2 separate regions of the Mus musculus genome follow, and region 2 is linked to region 1. The links are chromatin contacts, called in public HiChIP or PLAC-seq maps. All regions are on one chromosome and are shown on one strand. The core of a region is the stretch at or near the end of the contact, and the rest is flanking DNA. Distances in the headings are between cores, read along the strand shown.

Region 1 (7,500 bases), core at 2,863-5,362:
TTCTTAATCACTGGGCTCTTTGTCCCCCTCCCTCCGCTTTTTGTTTGCTTTTTCTTCTCTTCTCTTCTCTCTTCTCCTTTCCTCTCCTCTCCTCTTCTCTTCTCTTCTTTTCTTTTCCAAGACAGTGTTTCTCTGTGTAGCCCTGGCTGTCCTGGAACTCACTCTGTAGACCAGGCTGACCTCAAACTCAGAAATCCATCTGCCTCTGCCTCCCTAGCACTGGGATTCCAATGTATACCACCAGGCCCAGTTTAAAACAGAGGCAGGCTAGCCAGGTGCTGGTGGCCCAGGCCTTTGATCCCAGCACTCGGGAGGCAGAGGCAGGCTGATTTCTGAGTTTGAGGCCAGCCTGTTCTACAAAGTGAGTTCCAGGACAGCCAGGGCTATGCAGAGAAACCCTGTCTTGAAAAATCAAAAAAAGAAAGAAAGAAAAAAGTTAGAGGCAGAAGGGTCAGGAGTTTGAGATCATTTTCAGCTACGTGGAGGTCAGCTTTAGCTACAGGAGATCCTGATTTCACACAAGCAAACACATAAACAGGTTGAGGGGACGGGGTTGTAGGAGATTTGATTGACCTTGCCCAGCATCTGTAAAGCTGTGAAGTTGATCACTAGGAATTCAAAAACAGGACTAGGTGGCACATAATACTCTTAACTCTTTGGGAGCTAGATCAGAAATTCAGGGTCATCTTTAGTTATATAGTGAGCTCCAGGCCACCTTGAGCTACATGCGATATTGTCTCAAAATAATTTTTTATGTTTCCCTCAGGAAATGATCATTGCTAAAGCAAGTACATGTTTGAGTCCGTGACTAAACACAGATGAAAGACTTCCTGTTTGGAGTATAAGGGAAATGTGTTTCCACTCGATTACAAAAAAGCTCTGTCTAAATTCGTGCTAGTGGCACACACACTTTTAATCCGGCACTGGGGAGGCAGAGGCAGGTGGATCTGTGAGTTTGAAGCGAGCCTGGTCTACACAGTGAGTTCTAGATCAGGCAAGCATATACAGAGAAGCCTTGTCTTACAACACTGTTATGCCAGGGAAATGTTAGTGATCCTCAAACACACACAGGAACCAATCTGATGCGACTCACAGCAGGGTCTTTATTCTATTCAAGCTTGCTCGGACCCCCCAATACACCACCACCACGCAGGATCGTTTTGGTGGTGTGTGTGTGGGGGGAGCAAAGAATATCTTATCAGGGCAAGGTTTTATAGTAAGCAGCAAGCAGGGAATACGTGTGCAAACAGCTAATTGGAAAGCTGCTGTGACTGTTAACATAATTGGCTGGTGCTGAGAGTCATATCATAAACTTCTGCTCTGTTCTGCATTGGTGGTCCTTAGGCAGGGGATGGGCTTGTACCCTGGAGTGGAGGATTGTTGGGGGAATAACTTAGAGACACTGGTCTTGTTGAGGGTGTAACCTGGAAACTCTGGTTTTACTGGGATTAGACTAGAGACTGGAGCTAGGCTCGGATTTTGTTGGAGGCAATTTGGGAGCTAATGCTAGGTACCAGCCTGTTAGTTTACCTGAGTTCAAACTTAGGTCAGGTGCTCTAAAATGGAGTCTGGACTTAAAAACTTTGGCATCTCACACCCACCCCCACCCCCCCACCCCAAAACTTTAGTCTGCCTTGCAGAATTCTATCAATACAGGAGGCTCTTGTGCCCCCTCATGGTGGAATGCCAGCAACCAAATTCTGTGTGCAGAGCAGGTCCTGTGTAGTGGAGTAGGTTATGGGTAGCAACACTTCAGTTTCAGAAAAAAAGCACATTTTGAATGAAACAGTATTGGACAGGATATTTCTGGAGATTTTGTCAACAGTTAAAATGTGAGAAAAATAGTGGAACACAGCAGAAAATGGAGATTCTCTGAGTCTGTACTGCATTGGAATCAAAGCCATTTTTAAAGTAACAACAAAGGCCCGAGATGAAGAACAGTCAGCTAACTTTTTGGGGGAGTCAGGGGGGTTCGAGACAGGATTATCTTATGCAGAGATCCACCTGCTTCTGCCTCTACCTCCCAAGCGTTGGTATAAAAGGCATGCACCCCCTTTGCCCCCTCTGGCCAGCATTTTTTTTTTTTTTAGCCAACTGTGGTGTCTTACCACAAAGAGCTGATCCATTTTTCTCCAGACACTTTAGACAGCAAACATTTCCCTCTTCAAAATCAAATTTCAGTTCTTCAAAATTAAAGCGACTTATTTTTTTTTAACCCTTCTGCTTCGTTTCCTTTTCACTATGCACAGCAGCGGTTTATATGAGGATATTTTCATGTAAGTGTACCAGGCACTTGGAGTGTGCCCCTCCCCATTTCTCCCCCTCCCCCTCCCATTATTCATCTTTGTCTCTGGTACAATTTCTGCTTCTTTCCGGTGTTGTGTACATCTGTTTTTTGTTTGTTTGCTTGTTGTTTGTTTGTTTGTTTGTTTGTTTGTTTTTGAGACAGGGCTTCTCTGTGTAGCCTTAGTTGTCCTGGAACTCACTCTGTAGACTAGGCTGGCCTCGAACCCAGAAATCTGCCTGCCTCTGCCTCCCAAGAGCTGGGATTAAAGGTGTGCACCACCCCCGCCCCGCTGTTTTTTTTTTTTATTCGATATTTTCTTCATTTACATTTCAAATGTTTGCTTGTTTTTGAGACAGGGTTTCACTATGTAGCCCTGGCTATCCAGGAACTCAGAGATCAGCCTGCCTCTGCCTCCTCACTGTTGGGATAAAGACATGCACCATGCACTGTGACTGACCATCTTTGAATGTCTATAGAAATCAAGTATTGCCACATGAGGAAAAAAACAGGAGGAAAAAAACAGGCACAGCTCGTCTTTCTGAGACTGGCTTAGTTTACTTAGTAGAATCCCATCTGCGGAAAGGATACAGATACTACTTTAAGGAATCAAACTGATTCTGGCCCCTCCCCTCCACTACTTAATTTTAAACTTACATACATTTTAAACAAACACTACCAGAGTGAGGCATGTGACCTGTGGGAGGTAGTGTACTTGGCTGGAATGGCGAGACCTTTCTTCAGTCTCAGCATCGCAAAGAAAGAAAAGCAGAAACTTAGCAAATACTTCATTCAAGTGGATCAACTCCCAGTGGGTGGCACCTTGCTTCTCAGCTAGCCCGAGTTCAGTTCCAGGGACCCTTGTTGTGGAAGGAAACAACTGACTTCCACAAGTTGTCCTCTGACACATTTGCCAGGGCACACAGTTATCCCCACTCCCATATAGACAGCTACTACACACACGCCCTAACATGATAGAAAATGTATTATCCGTTTCATGTTCATCTATTTTCTCCTTCCAAGCAATGAAAGAGTTTTATTTTCCTGTATACATTTCCAGGGTTATTTATTTATTTATTTATGGTTTTCAAGACAAGTTTTCTATTTGTAGTTCTGGCTGTCCTGGAATTCAATCTGTTAGACCAGGTTGGCCTCAAACTCAGAGATCTATCAGCCTCTGCCTACCAAGTGCTAAGATTAAAGTCATGTGCCACCACTTCAAAGCTTCCAAGGGTTTTTAAAAAGTGGTATTTATTTCCTAACTTCTCCCTCTCCCCCTCCCTCCCCCTCCCCCTCTCGGTATACCCCTCTCCCTCTCTGGAGAAGGTAGGGATCAGAGGATATCTTGCTGGAGTTGGACCTCTCCTTTCATCTGAAGGTTCAGGGGCTAAGATTCAGGACGTCAGGGCCTGGCTGCAAGCTGAGCCATCTTGCTGACCCTGTTTGGTTTTTGAGACAGGGTCTCATTGTTATGTAGACCAGTCTGGCCTTGAACTTGTGGCAACCCTCTCTCCTTAGTCTCCAGGTTGTTGGGATTATAGGCATGACCCACCAACCAGCCAGAGTTTCAGTTATAACAGAGTTCCAGTTATAAATGTATAATATGTTCCTCTTTCCCCATGTCAGATATTCCATTTAATTAGCTCTTTTTGAAGGGCCATTGGGTATTCGGACCTTTTGTCTTTACAGGTGTGTGGAATTCATTGAGTACTGTTGTTTTGTTTTCATGTCTGTAGGCTAAATTTCTAGGGGGAAAACTGCTGTTCTAAAAGCAGGAAGCTCCTGGGATTGGTGGGTAAGTGAACCACCTGTCTGGGATGCTCAGGGCCCTGGCTTAAGTCTCCAGCACCACTCCCAAAGCCCAGATAAACAAACCTCACTTGCTCTTACTTTTGCCAACTGTAACCACTTTCCTTCAGGCAAGGTGGCACCAATTTCACTCCCAGGAGAAATGCAGAGAGATTAACAGTTTCTCAACGCCCCCACCCAGGCAAACTTTTTTTTTTTTTTTCCTGAGCCCGTAGGTGCAGCATTCAGTGAATGCTCGTGAATCCTGGAGAAAAGCAGTCAGCAATGAAAGGTTGTCTATGGTAATGTTAACTGATGCTTGATGTCCAATACTGAACTGAGAAGCCAGTATTCAAAATCTGACCTTGGGAGGGTGAATGCTCTGTATTTGCTCAAAGCCCACCCCCCAATGCACACCACACTTCCTACAACAGCAAAGATTGACCTTGCCCATGAGAGTGTGTGCAATCGCTCCCAGAAAAAGGGAAATTCAGGAAAATACTGTGAATTCCATATGTGTGGCAGATGAAGAACAACAAATCAAAGTAAACCACAAAACCAGGAGCGTTCATTGTTGTGGAAATGAAAGCTGTCAGACCCTACTGTGGGCAGAGAGCTGTTTTCGGTAGGTGGTACAATGGAAAGCTGGCCCACCGGGCAGATATGGCTGTGTCACACATAAAATCAACTCCTTGGGTGAAGGAGGCTGGAAAACCTGAAGTTTAACCAGGGCTTTGCAAGAGGACCTACTATGAATCAACCCAAACAAAAAAATCCCAATACTACCTCCTTAAGAAAAGCCAAGCAAAAGGGCTAACCATAACAATAACCAAGGCCTTGGACATCTGTACAGTTGAGGAAATCAAGTTGTCAGTTGTGGTCCTGCTTCACTTCACATAAAACAAGAAACAATACAAAAACCAACCAACCAAACCAAAAACAGGGATTGACTCTTCAAACTGTATTTTATCCCCAGAGCCATCCTGAGTCTGTCTTCTATCTATCTTGTCTTTTGGCAGCAGCTTATCCAGGGAGGGAAGACAAAGACGGGCAGCTACTAGTTGGAACAGTCTTGCCCTTCTGGTCTTTGAGAATTATTGTGGAGCATTTTCCACAGAAGAAGACATGGAGAAGACAGTATATTCTCAGACACCAAGGCCATGTCAGCTAGCCTTCCTAATGAGCCAGTGTCTTTAGGATGACTTAGGTTGTAGGTTAGTAGGAAGCAGAAATGTGGTCTTTTTTTTTTTTAAAGATTTATTTATTATATGTAAGTACACTATAGCTGTCTTCAGATGCACCAGAAGAGGGTGTCAGATCTCATTACATCACGCATGGTTGTGAGCCATCCGTGGTCTTATAATACAAGATATGCTGTGTCCCTGTCACTGTCGTTCTATAGGTTGGTTTTTCTCTATTTTAGGTTTTTCCTTTTTTTCTTTTTTTTCCCCATCCCTTTTCCTTCTTGCTCCAGTCTGGCTCACTCCAGACCCTGCTTGCTCCGGGTCCATGGGTTTTTTTCAGTACAAAGTTTTTCTGTGTAGCCTCAGCTGTACTGGCCCTCAATAGACCATGCTGGATTCAAATTCAGCCTGCTTCTGCCTCCTGAATGCTGGAATTAAAGGTGTCTACCACTACTGCCCAACAAGTGTTGTATTCTGTATGTGTCTGTGTATACATGTATGTATACACACACACACACACACACACACACACACACTTCTCCCTGGTCCTCTCTAAAGGGAGGTTGACTGAAGGAACTGTCAGTCAGCCTGTCAGCCTCTTCAGAGGGGAGGGATCTGCCTCCTAGGCAAGAGTAACCAGGAGTCTGATGGATTATTTATTTATTATATGTACACTGTAGTCAGACACACCAGAAGAAATCATCAGATTTTGTTATGGATGTTTGTGAGCCACCATGTGGTTGCTGGGATTTGAACTCAGGACCTTTGGAAGAGCAGTCGGTGCTCTTAACACTGAGCCAGCTCACCAACAGTCTGATGGTTGGTACTCAGCACATGAAACTCCTGGGATTCGACCCTGGACTTTTCCTCTGTATGAACCTTAAGAGAGGAAGCAGAGCGCCACCTACCGGAGACCTAGTAGATACTGGGAGCGCAGTGTGACGGGATGGGACAGGGAGGGGTATACAGGTGTGTGGGATCCCCGCACCTTCCAAAGAGGTGGAAGAAGCTATGAGTTTGGGACAGAAGGTGATTTGCTAGCTGTCCAGAATCAACCAAGCCGTTTCGTTTTATCCTTGCCTTCCAGCTGAGCTCTCAATCTGGATCCCGATACTTCGTGGCCCTCTTTCCTACCCCTCCACTATTTTTACGGATTGATTTCCTGCTAATCCAATTTTTTTTGTTGTTGTTGTTGTTTTACGGAGCACAGAATCTAGGGCCTCCCACATGTTAGGCACCCAGTGTACCACTGAGCTAGATTTGAGTGTGTGCTTTGCCATCTCTGCAGGACCTGCATTGTGGGTAGAAAATAAAAGTAATGTTACTTAAAAACATGTTGGGAATTTGAAAGAACGTTTTCAGACAAGAGTACAGGACGCTATTTACATGGAGAAATTAAAAAACAATAAATTGTTTGATAAATAAATAAAAATACTTTTTTTTCGAGAGAGAGGGTTTCTCTGTGTAGTCCTGGCTGTCCTGGTAGTTTTTTTTTTTTAAATATATTTTTAATTTTTAAAAAAGATTTACTGTTATATCTACGAATATTCTGCATGTACACCTGCATGCCAGAAGAGGGTGTGAGATCACATTATAATGGTGTGAGCCATCATGTGGTTGCTGGGACTCGAACTCAGGACCTCCGGAAGAACAGCTAGCGCCCTTAACTGCTGAGCCATCTCTCCAGCCTCTTTATCTGGGTTTTTATGCCAGGGTAATACTGCATCGTAAAATACGTTTGAGAACCTTTCCTTCCTATTTCATGGAACAGTTTGGATAGTACAGATGTCGAATCTTTGAAGTTCTGGTGGAATTCTGCAGTGAATATCTTTGGTTCTGGGCATAGCTCACTTATGAGACTTTTCTTTTTTCTTTTTTTTTTTTTTTTTTAGGTTTTTCGAGACAGGTTTTCTCTGGCTATCCTGGAACTCACTCTGTAGACCAGGCTGGCCTCGAACTCAGAAATCCGCCTGCCTCTACCTCCCAAGTGCTGGGATTAAAGGCATGCGCCACCATGGCCCAGCGAGACTTTTTTTTTTTTTTGATTTATTTATTTTATGTATATGAGTACACTGTAGCAGTCTGTCTTCATATACGCCAGAAGAGGGCATTGGATCCCATTACAGATGGTTGTGAGCCACCATGTGGTTGCTGGGAATTGAACTCAGGACCTCTGGAAGATTAGTCAGTGCTCCCAACCATTGAGCCATCTCTCCAGTCCAAGAATTTTATTTCCTTAAATTT
Region 2 (7,494 bases), core at 4,364-6,863, 150 kb before region 1:
TCTGACAGGCACATCATAGCCATCGAGCAAAACAACATATTTCCCCACCAGGTCTATGACTTTTCTAGCCACAGAGTTCTTGCCTTACCTTAAAGTACCAAATATGGGCTCCTTCTTGTAGTATAAACCTTAGGTCCAATCAGAAAGTGTGTGGTTGTACCCATAGCCATCATGCCGCTATTGCGCAAGCAGGTACATCTTAGCAAGACTGATGGTAATATGGGACACTGTCTGCCAAACATGATGGCTCTGGCACTCAGGAACTCACAACACAAGACTAATCAACGTTCCAGCATGGATGAGGGAGGTGCTCACAATGCTCCACTCCTAGCTGAAGGGCTATTGGCTATTGACAGCTGCTGATAGGTTGGTTGGTCATGCTCTGGTTCGTCTTCCTGTATTCATGTGCATGCAGGCAGTAAGTGCTACCTGGTTTCAGTGGGTTATACAAAAAATAGAGGAAGACATATTGAGCGGCCCAGAAGGAGTGGGAGGTGGAAATTATCATGACTCATACATGTATAAAATTGTCGGGCTGGTGAGATGGCTCAGTGGGTAAGAGCACCCGACTGCTCTTCTGAAGGTCCAGAGTTCAAATCCCAGCAACCACATGGTGGATCACAACCATCTGTAACAAGATCTGACGCCCTCTTCTGGAGTGTCTGAAGACAGCTACAGTGTACTTACATATAATAAATAAATAAATCTTTAAAAAAATAATAAAAAAAAAATAAAAAATAAAATTGTCAAAGAATATAAAATTATCATACATGTATAAAATTGTCAAAAAATAAATAAAAAATATTCTACAAGCCGGGCGATGGTGGCACACGCCTTTAATCCCAGCACTTGAGAGGCAGAGGCAGGCAGATTTCTGAGTTCGAGGCCAGCCTGGCCTACAAAGTGAGTGCCAGGACAGCCAGGGCTACACAGAGAAACCTTGTCTCGAAAAACCAAAAACCAAAAAAAAAAAAAAAAAAAAATATTCTACAAGCCAGTCAACGTTTAAGCATGGAGGGAAGTGGGGCTCACTAGCCCACAACCTTAGCTGAGGAGCTGTTGATTCAATGGCTTCTGAAGAGGGAGAGTCAGTTTTCTTTCTTTTTTTTTAAGATTTATTTATTTATTTTATGTATGTGAGTACACTGTAGCTGTACATACACAGATGGTTGTGAGCCTTCATGTGGTTGTTGGGAATTGAATTTTTAGGACCTCTGCTCGCTCCAGTCAACTCTGCTCGCCCAAAGATTTATTATTATACGTAAGTACACTGTAGTTGTCTTCAGACACAGCAGAAGAGGGCGTCGGATCTCATCAAGGGGGGTTGTGAGCCACCATGTGGTTGCTGGGATTTGAACTCAGGACCTTCGGAAGAGCAGTCAGTGCTCTTACCCACTGAGCCACCTTGTCAACCCGAGAGTCAGTTTTCTTTAAGGATGTGACCCCTAGTAAGTTGACTGTGCTCCACTGGGTGGTCTTCACCCTTAAGTGACATAAATTGGATTTTGTATGTATATATGTACATAGATATGTAAAGAGGGCATGAAGTTGTGAGGGGGCAGAGACTTGGAAGTAAATCTGGGAGGAGTTGGGGGTAGAAGTGAAGTTGACTATGGTCAAAATAAGTTCTATTCATGTATGATGTTTTCAGAGATTAATTTAAAATGTTAATAAAATAATTTTAATATAGAATTCTAATAAAACACTTTCTCCGGGCTGAAGAGATAGATGGCTCAGTGGGTAAGAGCACTGACTGCTCTTCCAAAAGTTCTGAGTTCAAATCCCAGCAACCACATGGTGGCTCACAACTATCTGTAATGAGATCTGACACATTCTTCTGGTGTGACTGAAGACAATTTATCTATAACAATAAATAAATCTTTGGGCCAGAGTGAGCAGGGACTGAGCGGGGCCGGCTGGAATGAGAAGGGTTGACCAGAGCAAGCAGAGATCCTAAAAATTCAATTCCCAATAACTACATGAAGGCTCACAACCATCTGTACAGCTAGAGTGTACTCACATACATAAAATAAACAAATCTTTTAAAAAATTTTCTCCAGGGCTGGTGAGATGGCTCAGTGGGTAAGAACACCCGACTGCTCTTCCGAAGGTCCAGAGTTCAAATCCCAGCAACCACATGGTGGTTCACAACCATCCGTAAGGAGATCTGACTCCCTCTTCTGGAGTGTCTGAAGACAGCTACAGTGTACTTACATATAATAAATAAATAAATCTTAAAAAAAAAAAATTTTCTCCGAAGTATGTCATTTTCTATACATTCAGGATGTGTCTTGCTTTTAAATTAATTAGGTAGGACTTAGACATGGCCCAGTGGGTAAAGGTGCTTGCTCTCAAGCCTGATAGCTTTTGGGGGCACACACATAAGCATACACAGTAAATGTAATTATTCATTTACTCATTTATTTTTGTGCTGGGTCTCACTGTGTATCTCTGGCTGGCCTGGAAGTTTCTGTGTAGACCAGATTGTTCTAAAACTCACAGATATCCACCTGCCTCTACATTTCAGAAGCTGGGATTAAAAGTTAGTACTAACATGCTCAGCAAATATTATGTATGTATGTATGTATGTATGTATGTATGTATGTATGTATTTATTTAATGTGTATGGGTATTTTACCTACATGTATGTCTGTGCACAATATGTATAGCTGATACATTTGGAATCCAGAAGGGATTGTCACATTTGTTGGAATTACAGATGATTTTGAGTCCTTTAGAAGAGTCGCCAGTTCTCTTAGCCCATGAGCCATCTCTCTAGACGCCATAAAAATAGAACTTTTTAAAATGTTCTTAGGGCCAAGTGTGGTGGTGCATGTCTTTAATCTCAAACTTTGAAGGCAGATGCAGGCAAATCTCTGTAGGTTCAAGGGCAGCCTGACCTACATAGTAAGTCCCAGGACAGCCAGAGCTACATAAAAAGACCCTGTCTCAACCCTGCCCTCACCCCACCCCAAAGTCCTTGGGGCTGTTGTGGGAATTGCCTGATCACCATCATCATCTGTGCCTTATCCAAGAACTTACATCTTAACTGAATTAGCCCTGTGTTATGATGCAGGCCTGTAATAGCAACACTCTAGAGGTTGAGGGAGGAGGATTGCCATGAGTTTGAAGTCAGTCTGGGTTCCAAGGTTAGTTTGAGGCTAGCTTGAGCTGTGTTCTAAGACAATGCCTCATAAAAACAAAGAGCCTACCAACATCCTACAGATCTTCCTTTGATCCCCTAAACTGCCTCTCCCAATGGCTGGACAGATGCTCCACAGTTAAGGGCAGACCTTGCTCTTATAGAGGACTCGAACTCAGTTCCCAGCACCAGTAGTGAATAGGCAGGTCACAATCACCTGAAACTCTAGAACCTAGGGACCTAGCACCTCTGGCATCTATGCGCACCTTCACTCGTGTGTACATATCCACACTCAGAGACACACACATACACCATACCTAAATAAAGTAAACCTAGAAAAATAGATAAACTGCCCCTCCTAATTCACACTTCCCTGAATGCTTTGTCAGCATTTTCCTTTAAGTTAAACTCATACAGCCAGACTAGAAATTCCAGTTATTTGTCACAGTTGATATGGTTCTCCTGCTTTATCTTCTCTACAAATCTATGCCAAACGATAACACCCAGGAGTGAAGCTGTCACATCTCGACGAGTGTGTGTTGGTCTGTGTGCCGGCTTTGCTCACCTTTCCACACCGATCTTTGCCACACCCTGCAGGGTAGAGGCACATGCTGCTGGCTTTCTGGCCTCCTCGCCTGTACTATGTTTCCTTGACCTAGATCACGATGTCCTCGCTGATCACCGAAGACTCAGCTCTCTTGTCAGTCCTCTCAGAAGCTCTTCCAGGCTCATCGGTCGTGTATCTTGAACATGCCTCGATGGCAGCACCTCTTTGCTGGAATTGTCTGCTCCTATATCTTGCTTTGACACAACAATCTATAAATCTGTGTTTAGTGCCAACGTTGCCACATGACGTTGAATCAGCATTTAGTTGGTGAGCTAATAACTAAGAATATCAAGTGAATGACAGACACACATCACCCAAAAAGCTGGGGGCGGGGTTGTTGTTTTGGTTTGGTTTTGTTGTTGTTGTTATTTTGGTTTTGACTTTGTTTCTTGTGTGTGTGTTTTTGGTTTGGTTTTGTTGTTGTTGTTATTTTGGTTTTGACATTGTTTCTTGTGTGTGTGTGTGTGTGTGTGTGTGTGTTACTGCTGTCGTTGTTTCCCCCTGAAATGGGAATTCTCTGTGTAGTCCTGGCTTTTCTGAAATTTGCTCTGTAGACCAGGCTGGCCTCAAACTCAGATATTCACTTGCCTCTGCCTCCTAAGTGCTGGGATCCAAGGAGCACACCACCACTCCCTGGCTTACTTTATTATTTTATTTTATTTATTTATTTGAGACAGGATCTCAACTAGCCCAGGCTAGCTTTGAGCCCCTGAGCCTCCCAAGTGCTAGGATTACCATCATATGCCACCATAGTCAGTATCAATATTTTTAAAAGTTAATGGAGGGCTGGGCAGTAGTGGTGCTGGCCTTTAATCCCAGCACTTGGGAGACAGAGGCAGGCGGGTTTCTGAGTTTGAGACCAGCCTGGTCTACAGAGTGAGATTCAGGACAGCCAGGGCTACACAGAGAAACCCTGTCTCAAAAAAGAAGAAGAGAAAGAGAAAGAAGAAGAAGGAGGAGGAGGAGGAGGAGGAGGAAGAGGAGGGGGAGGGGAGGAAGAGGAGGGGGGAGGAAGAGGAGGGGGAGGAGGAGGAGAAGAAGAGAAGAAGAAGAAGAAGAAGAAGAAGAAGAAGAAGAAGAAGAAGAAGAAGAAGAAGAAGAAGAAGAAAGGAAGGAAGGAAGGAAGGAAGGAAGGAAGGAAGGAAGGAAGAAAGAAAGAAAGAAAGAAAGAAAGAAAGAAAGAAAGAAAGAAAGAAAGAAAGAAAGAAAGAAAGAAGGAAAGAAAGAAAAAGTTGTTAAGGGGGGGCGTGGTGGCGCATGCCTTTAATCCCAGCACTTGGGAGGCAGAGGCAGGTGGATTTCTGAGTTCGAGGCCAGCCTGGTCTACAAAGTGAGTTCCAGGACAGCCAGAGCTACACAGAGAAACCCTGTCTCGGAAAAAAAAAAAAAAAAGAGGTTTCCTGAGTTCCATGATTGATTCCTAAGGATCAGGACAGTGAGTCCTACGCTGCCTGTCAACACAAACACCAGAGCAGAGGCAGGTACTGAATCTCCAAGCGATGGCCGATTCAGACAGACAGCAAGCAATTCAGGAACTCAGCAGTTTCACACTCTAAGAAACGGATCACTTTATACTATATATCCAGCCAGTAAGTTACAGGAGGAGAGACATGGACAGGACAGAACGCAGGGCAAAGGTAGGCAGCCAAGCACGGGAGAACACAGTCTTGCCCTCTGGCTGGATGGTCAATGCCTTGTCCCCCGGAGCCACGCCGTGGCTGCCGCTCTCCTTATCATCTTCTGCCTGTTCCCTTCTTTATCTCCCCCTCATTGTCCCTCTCAGCAGCTGGGTCTGGTTAGTATCTGCTGGTCTCAGGCCTGCGTTCCTTCTGGCATCACCTGGGTTAGGGATTAACCCAGAGCAAGCAAATCATTACAGCAATGTGTGCACATCCTTCCTACACCACGGAATGCAAACGTGCTCTATGTCCCCCCTGACCCTTGTCTCACTTCTACTAGGATGCTACTGAAAGTCAGATGAAAGCATGACATGTCTGCCTTCATTCTGTCGTCTGTGTAGACACAGAGATGAGGACCTTCATCTCTGGCTTGGAACCACGGTGAATTCTAGGGACACCAGGACCTGACAAAGCACCTCTTGCTCCCACTCCACAGGAAGGCAACTGTCTAGGAGAGTGAGGCCACACCCTGGAGCAGAAGTGGTCATCTCCTGGAAACCAGTTTGTTCCAGCTTGCAGGCCCAGAACTCAGACAATAACCAGAGGAACAGCTAAACCCTGACAGCTTTGATTATGCGTACCATACACTGTTTCCTCTGATTTTCTTCTAGTTAAGCCTAAAGTTCATATTAACACCATGAAGACCAGGACTTGAGCCCACTAATGCCCTCTCACTTCTCTAAGTGGCTACGTGGAATAAATCTCTTTCTCTGCTGTTTGTCATTCAGTTCCTCTTTAGTTGGCACCTCAGGTCAGCTTACTAGGAATGGTTTGCCCCCATATAGTACTTGGCATATTAATGATACATTTTATCTCTATGCGAATTATGAATTCATCTTCTACAAACCCATTTAGCAATATTATAGTCACTTTCCCATTTAACTACTCATCCCATGGCCTCAGAACTACATTCAGTCTGTCCCCAACCTCTGCTGACTTCGTTTTTTAAATATATTTTATTAATTATTTTTGAAATTTTCATACACTGATTTTTTTTTTTTTATGTAAGTACACTGTAGCTGTCTTCAGACACTCCAGAAGAGGGCATCAGATTTCATTACGGATGGTTGTGAGCCACCACGTGGTGGCTGGGATTTGAACTCGGGACCTTCGGAAGAGCAGTCGGTGCTCTTAAGCACTGAGCCATCTCGCCAGCCCCAAATACTGCATCTTGATCATTGTTTCAGGAAAGATCACATTTACCTCCCACTCCCCACCTAACTCCTCCCAGACCCACCCAGACCTTCTTACTCCTCCACCTAACTCCTCCCAGATCCACCCCACCTCCCTACTTCTCCACCTAACTCCTCTCAGATCCACCCCACCTCCCTACTCCTCCACCTAACTCCTCCCAGATCCACCCCACCTCCCTTTCTTTCATTTTTATCATTTTTTAAGATTTATTGACTTTTATGTGTGTAGGTATTATGCACAAGTGTCTGTGCATCCCTTTTGAGCTCGGCGGAGCCAGAAGAAGGCTTCAGATTCCCTGGAACAAGAAGAGTTCTAGAAGACTGTTAGCTGCCATGTGGGTACTAGGAATTAAGTCGAATCCTCTGGAAGAGCAGCCAGTGCTCTTAACTGCTGAGCCGGGTTTTTTGTTTTTGTTTTTTGTTTTAAATAACCTAATGAGTTCAATTTATGCTGCCCACATACTGATGAGCATGGGACCACTCACTGGAGAGAGGTTGACTTTGCAGGGACAGCATACTTAAAGTAAAGGCTCTTCCTCCTTCCGGATCCATGAACTAGCTGCTCAGTTAGGGGTGGAGCTCATGAGCCGCCTCTTTCCCATGCTGGAATGTTCACTATCTTGGTCTTGTGTGCAGGCACCACAGTTGCTGTGAGCAGATGGGCCCAGTGGTCTTATCGTGTCCAGAAGACACAGTTTTTACTCCATACTCTCCCTACCCTGTGTCCCTTACACCTTTTCCACCTTCTAAGTGCTGAGATTACAGGCATGTACCACCATGCCTGGCCAGACTATTATGCCTTTCATCCTGGTTTCCTGATTTTACAAAAATCATATAAACAGCTCAGTTTTGGTTGTGAAACTTGGAAGCTTT

The links. HiChIP or PLAC-seq counts read pairs in DNA pulled down with a chosen protein or histone mark.
Region 2: a contact with region 1 is called in an H3K27ac HiChIP or PLAC-seq map of embryonic stem cells, with 13 read pairs. The contact joins two enhancer-like sites. A contact is called at or near these places in 1 of 39 promoter capture datasets (liver), 1 of 15 datasets of contacts at CTCF or cohesin (large pre-B cells), 3 of 484 Hi-C or Micro-C datasets (all in liver), 4 of 115 datasets of contacts at active chromatin or transcription factors (all in embryonic stem cells) and 3 of 9 other capture datasets (adipose tissue, liver and pancreatic islet).

Annotation. Positions count from the first base shown.
Region 1 is chr9:78,356,908-78,364,407 of GRCm38.p6, reverse strand. No RefSeq gene overlaps it. Among named protein-coding and RNA genes, the nearest start is that of Dppa5a, 7.5 kb to the left of the region's middle. RefSeq lists a cis regulatory region at 1-5,475. Within about 2 kb of position 4,112, at least 7 of the 459 cell types and tissues checked have an H3K27ac peak or open chromatin away from gene starts, as enhancers often do. A contact at or near this core is called in embryonic stem cells, where this site is marked.
Region 2 is chr9:78,504,615-78,512,108 of GRCm38.p6, reverse strand. No RefSeq gene overlaps it. Among named protein-coding and RNA genes, the nearest start is that of Eef1a1, 27 kb to the right of the region's middle. Within about 2 kb of position 5,613, at least 36 of the 459 cell types and tissues checked have an H3K27ac peak or open chromatin away from gene starts, as enhancers often do. A contact at or near this core is called in embryonic stem cells, where this site is marked.